Regions from separate parts of the Mus musculus genome. Here region 1 is linked to region 2. The links are chromatin contacts, called in public Hi-C maps. All regions are on one chromosome and are shown on one strand. Each heading gives the region's core, a stretch centred on a gene start, on an enhancer-like site or on the middle of the called end of the contact. The rest is flanking DNA. Distances are from core to core; before and after follow the strand shown.

Evidence for each region. A called contact is a pair of places that touch in the nucleus more often than the background predicts.
Region 1: a contact with region 2 is called in a Hi-C map of the N1E-115 cell line, with 2.9 times the contacts expected there. The contact joins two enhancer-like sites. A contact is called at or near these places in 3 of 484 Hi-C or Micro-C datasets (the HPC-7 cell line, the N1E-115 cell line and cortical neurons).

What each region holds. Positions count from the first base shown.
Region 1 is chr7:112,178,040-112,183,100 of GRCm38.p6, reverse strand. No RefSeq gene overlaps it. Among named protein-coding and RNA genes, the nearest start is that of Gm39071, 7.3 kb to the left of the region's middle. Within about 2 kb of position 2,705, at least 72 of the 459 cell types and tissues checked have an H3K27ac peak or open chromatin away from gene starts, as enhancers often do. A contact at or near this core is called in the N1E-115 cell line, where this site is marked.
Region 2 is chr7:111,996,629-112,001,339 of GRCm38.p6, reverse strand. No RefSeq gene overlaps it. Among named protein-coding and RNA genes, the nearest start is that of Gm33204, 11 kb to the left of the region's middle. Within about 2 kb of position 1,764, at least 30 of the 459 cell types and tissues checked have an H3K27ac peak or open chromatin away from gene starts, as enhancers often do. A contact at or near this core is called in the N1E-115 cell line, where this site is marked.

The sequences.
Region 1 (5,061 bases), core at 1,456-3,955, 180 kb before region 2:
GGTGAGGCACTAAGAGTGCCCAAACAGTGGAGACCTTGTGGAGACCACATGGAGAGGTGTCAGTCAGCCCCCACCTGTTCGACCTACCCCAGAGATAAATTATTAATAAAGAATTTGCCATTGTTATTTATTAATGAATAAATAAGAGTATGGCTGCTTTTATCCAGACCATCTAGTAGATGCCTAAGGCTACAGTGGATACAGGAAGGGGGAGACCCAAGAGAAGAGATGATGGTGGTGATGATGATAATGGTGGTGGTAGTGGTGATTATGTGTATGCTGTGGATATAGTGTGTGTGTGTGTGTGTGTGTGTGTGTACTTGCCATGGAATGTATGTACAAGTTAGAGGGCAACTTTAGGGAGTTGTTTCTCTCCTTCTACTGTGTGTTTCGGGGATTGTCCTGCTTGTGAGGCGTGCTATTTTACCCTTTGAGCCTTCTCATTTGCCTCAGATGAGAATCTTGCTTCATGACCTGGCAACATTCTTTCCCTCAGTGGGACTCAGTTTCCCCACTGGAGAAGTGTAGAATTGTCGGCTCTATCAACTCTGACTTAATTATTCTGAGCCCTAAAAACCTGAAGATGGCTAGAGAGAGATGGCTCATGGGTAGAAGCATTTCCTGCTAAGCCTGACATGTAGCTTCAAACCCAGCACCCACGAGATAAGGAGAGAACCAACTCCCACATACAAGCTGTGACCTGTACCCCCAACTCAAACTAAGTACATAAATGTAATCATAAAAAAGAACTGGAAATCTGGGTGGTGGTGGCGCATGTTTTTAATCCCAGCCCTTGGGAGGCAGAGGTAGGTGGATCTCTGAGTTCAAGGCCAGCCTGGTCTACAGAGTGAGTTTCAGGGTAGTCAAGACAAAAAAAAAAAAAAAAAAAAAAAAAAAAAAAAAAGAAAGAAAGAAAGAAAGAAAGAAAGCAAGCAAGCAAGCAAAACAAACAAACAAACAAACAAACACCCAGTAGAACATGTGATGTGGATTGTGGTTTGGGGACTGTCTGTGACCAGGCTGTGTGGATGAGGGAACACATCCACTCGCTAGGTGGGCACCTTCACCTGTGGCTCTGAGGTTCTCAGAAGAGACTGGTGAGCGAAGGGCCCCAGTGGAAGGTTTACTGTGGGACTGGGTCACAGAGGCTTATGGGATGGGGTCACTGGGTCAGCCTGAAACATTTTTCTACAGCATCCAGAGAAGTTTCTGCTATTGATCTTTGTCAATCCTTTAAAACTCCAGAGAGCATCTCAGTCATTAATGCTGGCTTGATAGCGGGAGGGTCCGACTGGGGCTCCAGAACCCCTGGTTTGTTTGTTTGTTTGTTTGTTTGTTTGTTTAAAATAACAATCATTTTTAAGAGCCATGTGTGGTGGTGTGTGCTTGGAATCACAGCACTGCTGCGGAGACAGGCAGATCTCAGGCTCACTGGCCAGCCAGACTAGGCTACTCAGTGAGTTCTAGGTCAGTGAGCAATCTGTCTCAAAAATCAAGGCGAGCAATGCCTGAGGAGAGACATCTGAAGCTGCGCTCTGACCTCCACACCTGTGTGTGCATACATGAGAGTGTGTGTGTGTGTGTGTGTGTGTGTGTGTGTGTGTACTGATGGGGGGAGATTGGAGGGGAGACAGACATGATCCAGTAGAACAGGGATGGATAATCCATCTTCCTCAGGCCAAACACTCGTCACTTCATTTTCTAAATCTCACACAGCCACCATGGCCCAGTGTGAATGCCTCCATGTGACTTTGCCAGGTCATGTTGGTCTCTTCTACCAACTACCAAAGAATCCTATGTCCTTTCTTGTGCTAACTGCTGCTGGTGTGTGTGTGTGTGCATCTGTGTGTTTCCAATCTAGTAAAATACATACAGAATCCCAAAGCCTTAGAACCAGGGTGGGAAGTGGAGCTAAAGATAACATTACTCTTTTGTTTATCTTTGTTTGTCAGATGGTCTCTCTGTTTTAGTCCAGGATACTCTAGTTCACAATCCTGTTGTCTCAGTCTCTCAAGCACTGGAATTACAGCTGTGTACCACAATGCCTAGCTCTGAATTCTATTTTCTTAACATGTTAAAATGCCAAGACATCAGATCTGTTGGATGAAACAAAATATAGTATCCAAATTAATTTTTATTTGCTTCGTATACTTATTTTGATGTAGCTGTTAGAGGAAAAAAGCACAGATGACTTTCGTGTTCCCTGCCTGTGGTGGCAGTCATCTTTGTCTCAGACAGAGATGTGTTGTGCTTGAGAGTCCCACTGAGAAGGTGAGGAAGGGAAGAGCTCCGGGTGCCTCTGGGACTTCCGATGTTCTAGGAAACTGCCATCTTATTTTACCTTCCTGGTACCCTGTGTTGGGGTGATGGGGGGCAGCAACGGGAGAGACCAATAGACACACCAAGACAGAGCTAAGGGAAGGAGTGGCCAACCCATCTGCCTTCTGCCTTCCCAATGCAGACCGCCTGGTTCCCCAGCTTCCCAGCTTGGGCGTGGTCTTCCAGGCTCTCTGCCAGTCCCTCCAGATCCAAATGGTCTCATGAGTGCCAGCCACACGCCCTTCTCCCCCGCCCCCCCCCCCCGCCTCTTCTTCAACAACTATGTAGCTGTGCCAGAGTAGTCTTTAATGAAGTCTTTTGAGTCAGGCAGCTGGGCCTGTCGGAGCTAGGTTCTAGTGCAGATGTCTCCCAGTCTCCGAATCAAAGTCCTAAGTCCAAAATGTCCGCCCCAGTCTGGTGGCAGCTGGCACTGCAGCTATAGCTGCTCTGGAAAGTAATGATGAGACCACAAGGTGGCGCTGTTCCCACGGCCCTCCACCCTTAACCATCCCCACCCTCTTCCTGAAACCTCAGGCCATATTTGCATCCAACGTAAACATTTCAGCTTTGGGAAAAGGCTCTGGATGGGTTGTTGGGTTTGTTTGTTTGTTTTTCCCTCTCAGCCTTCAGCTGCCAAAGGTTGCTCAGATTTCGGAATTCTGCTGCAACAAATGCTCCTCTGGGTGCACACTTAAATGTTGAGCAGGTTTTAGACCCAAGGCCAAGTCCTGCTCCAAATGAATTCTGTACCCAGAGGTATGCCTAATACTTTGGAGAAGAGCACCCGCATCGCACAAACACCCTGTGGGTGTTCACGGGTGTAAGCACGAGGGCAGGGGAAGGACGATGATGACCTCCACAGATCAATCAATGTGGTTCCTTACTAAGGGATGCTGGCTGGTTGGTTGGTTTGAGATGAGATTTTATCACATAGACCAGGCTGGCCTCGAACTCACAATCTTCTAGGCCTCGAAAATGCGTAGATCACAGGCATGGAACCCCCCCCCCCCGCCAAACACACACACACACACACATCTCACTTATCTTTAGGATTTTATTTTTAAATATCTAAAGCTTACAAAGAAGTAAAATATGTAGCAGCAGGGTGAGTTTTAAAACATAACCACTGCTTTTGGCTACAGCCATGGGCTAAAGGGATCCCTGCTGCAGCCACTCTGGAACGTGGCTTGAGAAGCTCAGGCCAGGCCTGAGTTAAGGGGAGACTCAAGGGGGTTGTATGCTACTCTGTGATGGCTTCATTTTAAAGTCCAAGTCTGCAAACGCAGCTATTACAACTCAGAGGGTTTTGGTTTTTGTTTCTTCTGTTTTTTTATTTTCTCTGTGTCCAGAGTGTCCTCAGACTATTCTGCTCGTGGAGAGTGGCATCTGAAGCTCCTGACCTGTTCCGTCCACCTTACCCCTTTCAGCATCTTTATACTCAAGACCCTCAGGACTCCTGAGAACAGGAGAGGACAGAGACAGCCAAAGCACAGAGACAGAAGTAGACTCACTTTAGAGCACACACTATGTCTATAAAGATAAAACTTAAGCCAAGTACAGCAGCTGGCACCTGTGTAGTTCCAGCACACGGGAGGCTGAGGTCAGAGGACTGGGAGTTCAATACCTGGGCTATCTTGTATGACTCTCTTTTTTCCTTTAAAAAGATTTATTTTGTATATGAGCGCTCTTTCTACATGTACACCTGCATGCCAGAAGAGGGCATCAGATCCCATTATAGATTGTTGTGAGCCACCCTGCAGTTGCTGGGAATTGAAATTAGAACCTCTGGAAGAACAGTCAGTGCTCTTAACTGCTGAGCCATCTCTCCAGCCCCATGACTCTGTTTCAAACGAGAAAATACTATGCACTGAGCTGGGGCAATGGTTCAGTTGGCGAGGTGCTTGCCCTGCAAGTGTCAGGACTGAGTTTAGATCCCTAGAACCCATATAAAAAGTGAGCTCTGTGGTCTGTAACCCTGACACTGGGGAGAGGAAACAGAGACAGATGGGTCCTTAAAGCATATTCATCAATTAGACTAGCCTAGCTAGTGAGGTCCAGGTTTAACACAAAACCCTGTCTTAAAACAAGACAAACATCAACCCCTGACTTCCCTGGGCATGCACATGGATACCCCTTCCACACACACAATGCAGTGACACAGACAACTACACACATTACATCACAGCACACACACACACACACACACACACACACACACACACACACACACACACTAAATAATAGCATTTGGTACTCCCATAACAATTCTATGCAATAATCTAGAGTTGTGTTTAAGGTAGAATTCATGGAAAACATTAGACACTATGAAGAAGGGGCTGGGGACACAGCACAGTGGTGGCACACACCTATGATCCCAGCACTCAGGACCTGAAGACAAGATTATTAGAAGTTCAAGGTTGTCCACAGTTATATAGTGAATTTGAAGGCAGTCTGGGCTACTACGGAAAACCCAGTCTCAAGAAAATAAATAAGGTAGCAGTTGAAAGTGGCTCTGAGAAGAATGTCACTTTATTCAGTGATGTAGCTGCTGATATGCTGCTCCAGTAAATGGCCCCCTACCCATGCTTACACAGGTAGCCATACTTAAACTCAGTGGATAACGCATGCACAAAAAAGGGACAGACTTGTAAATAAGGGTTTCAGCAGGAGAGGGGGATAGCAAGAGTAATTTGAGTGAGACGGGATAAAATTATAAATGTATATTGATATTTAATGTATAAA
Region 2 (4,711 bases), core at 515-3,014:
GTATATATATACAGTTGTAGTGGCCCAGCCCAAGTGGTTTCAGGGGGAACACTAACTATTAGGGACTGGGCCTGAGATCATTTGTGTTATAGTTAGAAAAAGAATTTAACTGCCTTTTGCCCATGTCCTAAGAACTTGCCTGAGGCTAAAGTAATTAAATTATTAAACGAAATTAAAACGGACTAATTTTTTTGATGGAAGAAAATTTCATAGCAGCATAAGTTAAGTCTGTGGCATGGTTGTTACCAATAACAGGAATGCAGGTCTACAATGGGAAAAAAAGCAATTGGGACAGAAAGAAAGACAGAAATATGTAGACAGAAAGAGCACTAGGAAACTTAATGCCACAGCTAAACCACACGCTGAAAGAGAGGCTATAACTATTAGGTGGATTAGCAACTGTTAAGGAGAGACCTTCTGCTCTGCAGCAGAACAATGGGAGGGATACCTTTAGGGCAAGACCCCAGCCAACTAAGCTAGTCTGTGACTGGAGAAAGGCTTAGACAGTGGTTCTCAACCTTCCTAATGCTGCAGCCCTTTAACACAGTTCCTCATGTTGTTGTGACCCAACCATAACATTATTTTTGTTGCTACTTCATAACTATGATTTTTTTGTTATTAATTGTAATGTAATCTGATATACAGATGGTCTTAGGTGACCCCTGTGAAAGGATTGTTTGACCTCTCAAAGGGATTGATTGCAACCCACAAGTTGAGAACCACAGGCCTAAGGGGCACCTGACCCTAGAAAGCAATTGCTGCTAATGCAGTTAAAGGGCAAAGGTCTGCCCCAAGCTGGCAGCTGGACTTGGCAGTATTGGCCACATGGCACTGGTTTCGGAAGCATGAAGGATGCAAGAGGGAAGGGGTTATGGAATCTTCCTCCATGGTTTCAGAGAGCTGCTGGGGCCAGGCAATGTGTGGCAGGGGAGTCCTTGCAGGGAGGCTATGAGAAGCCATCTCATGAAGTTGTGGAAGTGAAACCTGGGTGCAATAGAGAAATTGGAGATGTCAGAGTCATGAGGCAACTGCCAAGGAGAGCTGTGGCCAGGAGTGAAGCCAGATCATGAGAGAGCTATTATATGTTGCAGACAACAAAACTGGAGGGGTAAAGACATCTAAGGTATTTAAAACTAAACTCCCAGCCACTGGACATGGAGCTACAGGATTTAGTATTTTCCCTGCTGAGTTTCAGTCTTGCTTTGGTCTATGCATACTCTGTGCCATTGTGTGTTGGAGGTATGCAATCTGTCTTTGCTTTTACAGGGAGTCACAGTTAACAGATCACCTTGAGGCTGGGTAATGATAGCATGTGCCATTAATCTCAGCACTCAGGAGACAGAGCCAGGGAGATTTCTGAGTTCAAGTCTAGTCTGATCTACAGAGCAAGTTCCAGGACATCCTTGGATACACAGAGAAACCTTGTCCTTAAAACCAGGGGTTGAGAGGGAGTTACCTTAAGTCTCAGAAGAATCTTTGGACTTAGAACTTTTCAACAATGTTGAGACTATTAAAGACAATGGAGACTTTAGAAGTTTGCATCATGAGATAGCTAGCCATGGGCAGTGGGTAGCAGGGAATAGAATGTTGTAGTTTGACTAAGAAGTGTCCTTCATAGGTTTAGGTATTTGAACATTTGTTCCCCTGTTGATGGTGCTGTTTGGGAAGGTTCTAGAACTTTCAGGAGGCATGGCCTTGATGGAGTTAAGTACATCAGTGAGTGAGTCTAAGTTTTGAGGGTGTAGAGCCTTGTTTCACTTCCAGTTCACTGACTCCTTCATATGTGTGACTGAGATGCAATCTCTCAGCTTCCTGCTCTGGACATCAGCAGCTGCCATGCCTCTTCCTCCATTATTGACATTTTCTCTGGAACCTTAAGTCTAAATAAGTTATTTTTTTGTAAGGCAATTTTGTTTGTGTTTTATCAAAGCAACAAAGGTAATACATTTTCCCAAGAGTAGTCTGTGCCTAGTGGGGCCCTTTAAAATGAATGGCTGCTATCAGCCTATTATGTCAAAAACCCTGTGCAACTTCAAGTCACAGAAGGAGGGATGAGACAAAGGGTTAAAAATAGCATGTGGACTTGGTGTGTATGAATGTGTGTGTGTGTGTGTGTGTGTGTGTGTGTGTGCGCGTGCAATTGACATTTTATTACAGAAGAGCAGAGTGAAAACAAGGCAAGCTCTCTTCTTTGTCCCTTCACAAGGGAAAATACCACTCTGATAACAACAAACAACAAAGCTCTCTTTCTTGTGGGTGTGGCTCTTGGTGTCTTGTTTTTTGTTTTTGTTTTGTTTTTTTTCAGTAGACAGAAACTTCCTTCCACTCTATCTCCTGTGGCATTTTAATCCACTCAAGATGAAACTTTTGAAGAAGGACGTTGTTGAACTGCAATGTGTTCAAGAAGTGATGACCAAGATAGTACGGAACCTATGAACTTTGTCATATGAGCAGTTGGGTGTATTTAGTTCAGGGGCATGGCACTCTGCAGGGATATGACAGCTGCCATCAAACAAAGTGAGGCTGCCAGGAGGAGAAGGGCTTGCTTGGTATTTCTCACACAGACGCTACAGGGGGATAATTTTGGCTAGCACAACAGAACATTTTAATGATTAGAACAATCCAGAAATGGAAGAGGCTGCCCCAGGGGACCCTGATTTATAATCAGCAGAGGTGTTGAGTCAGAGTCCGAATCCCCTGTGGGCATGGCTGTGGTGCTTTATCGTAGGATAATTGATGCAGAAAGTGGAAAATTAGGAGAAAAAAACCTTCTAAGGTCATTTCCAGACATTCTAATTCTATGCACTGAATTCTGGTTAAGAACATCTGACCTCAGCTGACTTACACTGAAGATCTGCCACGTTTCTAAGGCCTAAGAATGAAGTGTGGGGAATGTGAATGGATAAGGGGCACTAGAGCAATGTGCTTGGATGTAAAGTGTCCCTACAGCAGTTCCATTCATTTGCATGCCTGGTCATTGACTGACCGCGCTATTTTGAAAGGTTGTGGGAATTTCAAAAAGTAAACTGACCTAGAGAAGGGCTTGTGAAAATTATGTCTTGTTCTCTTTGCCCACAGGTCCCTGTCTCTTTGCTTCCTGTCTGTTCTACAACACCCTCCCCAACATGATGAACTGACAGCTTTGAAGCCATGAGCTAAAATAATCCCTTAGGTTGTTCCTACTAGGTATCTTCTGGTGACAGCAGCAGCAGCAGCAGCAGCAGCAGCAACAACAACAACAACAACAACAAAAGTCAGCAAATACAGGAAGGTGGGGGCTGTAAGGAAGAGTCTAAAAAAGTAGGCTTTGCTTCTTCATTTTCTGGATTTACTGGTGGATTGGGAAGTTTGTTTGTTTTTCTGGGATTATTCTGTTTACCTTTGCATGGAGAGGTTCTAGGTGTCTCAGGGGCTATGCTGATGCAAAGCCTCTCTTTCTACCAGGTCCTTTCTGCAGATTGTGCGCAGGATATCTAGTGCCAGCCATGACAACTCTAAGTGCCAGATTTGAAGATAAAATGAAAAGCAATTGAAATTAGCCAGTCAGATCCAGACTGAAGTTCTATTTTTATTCCTCCCTTATTGAGGGCAGTGGCTGAAAGTTTGATTCAAATGCCTGATGTGTTTCTCCTGCCTTGCCTTTAATTGGTTTTGTCGGCTTCATTTGATTTTGTTTTGATTGGAGTCCTGCTGCATAGTCTGGGCTTTCTCTTCATATAATGCAATGTGCCAAAGATGGAGTTATCCTGCATAATGGGCCAGACATTCCCTCCCCGCCTCAGTTTACATTGTAGCTACATCTGGCAGACTGTAATAACATCCTGTTTCACTTATTGTAGTGGGGGTGTGAGAGCTTCCTGAAAGCAGAAGCAAAACTAAACATGTAAATTATTTCTATGGATAATACACAGCTCTTAGGGAAAGTTTACAGAGCTATTTGGTGGTAAGTTAGCAGCAGATCTGGGTTTTGTTGTTTTTTTTATGGTGTGTAATTAGACAGCTATAGCTGTTATTGTAAAATGGCACCCAGTTTTGGTAGCTAAATGGATCTGTAGTTTTAATATGGTTCTTCTTCCTTGGTACATGGTCCTACATGAAGATCCATCTTTGATTTTCTGTTTTCCTGTTTAAAACATCCCATGGTACTTTAATCAACTTTATGCAGCAGAAATAATATTTCTGACAGACTGGAAACAAACTTTTTTTGTGTTCTGTTTAAAGATAATCTCCATCCTTGCTTTGAGAACACAAGCTTTCTAAAGGCTGCCAGGACAGTACTGTTCCAGCTGCACTCTCACATGCCCAGGGCATGAGGAACGCTCTGCTTGCCTTGCATCCAAATTACTACCCCACGTGTAATCTTACAGAAAGACTATTTGGGCCATCGAGATAGTTCATATAAGCCTGCTGACCTGAATTAGATCCCCAGAACCCCTGGTGGAAGGAGAGAACTAACTCTGTAAAGCTGTTGTTTGGTCTTCACATGCCTTCCTGTGCTGTTACACAGCACACCCACAGCATGTATTAATAACTAATGAAATAAGCTTTAAGAAGCACATTATAACTTTACATGTTGATGCGATCCTCAGGCCTGGCCATTAATTCTTTACTTGATTATGTAGCACTGTTTTTGGTCAAGGATCTGCATATCTATTTTCTTCAATTGAATTCCCTAAGATCTGGATAGGTAATAACTAAAAGGGTGATGAAT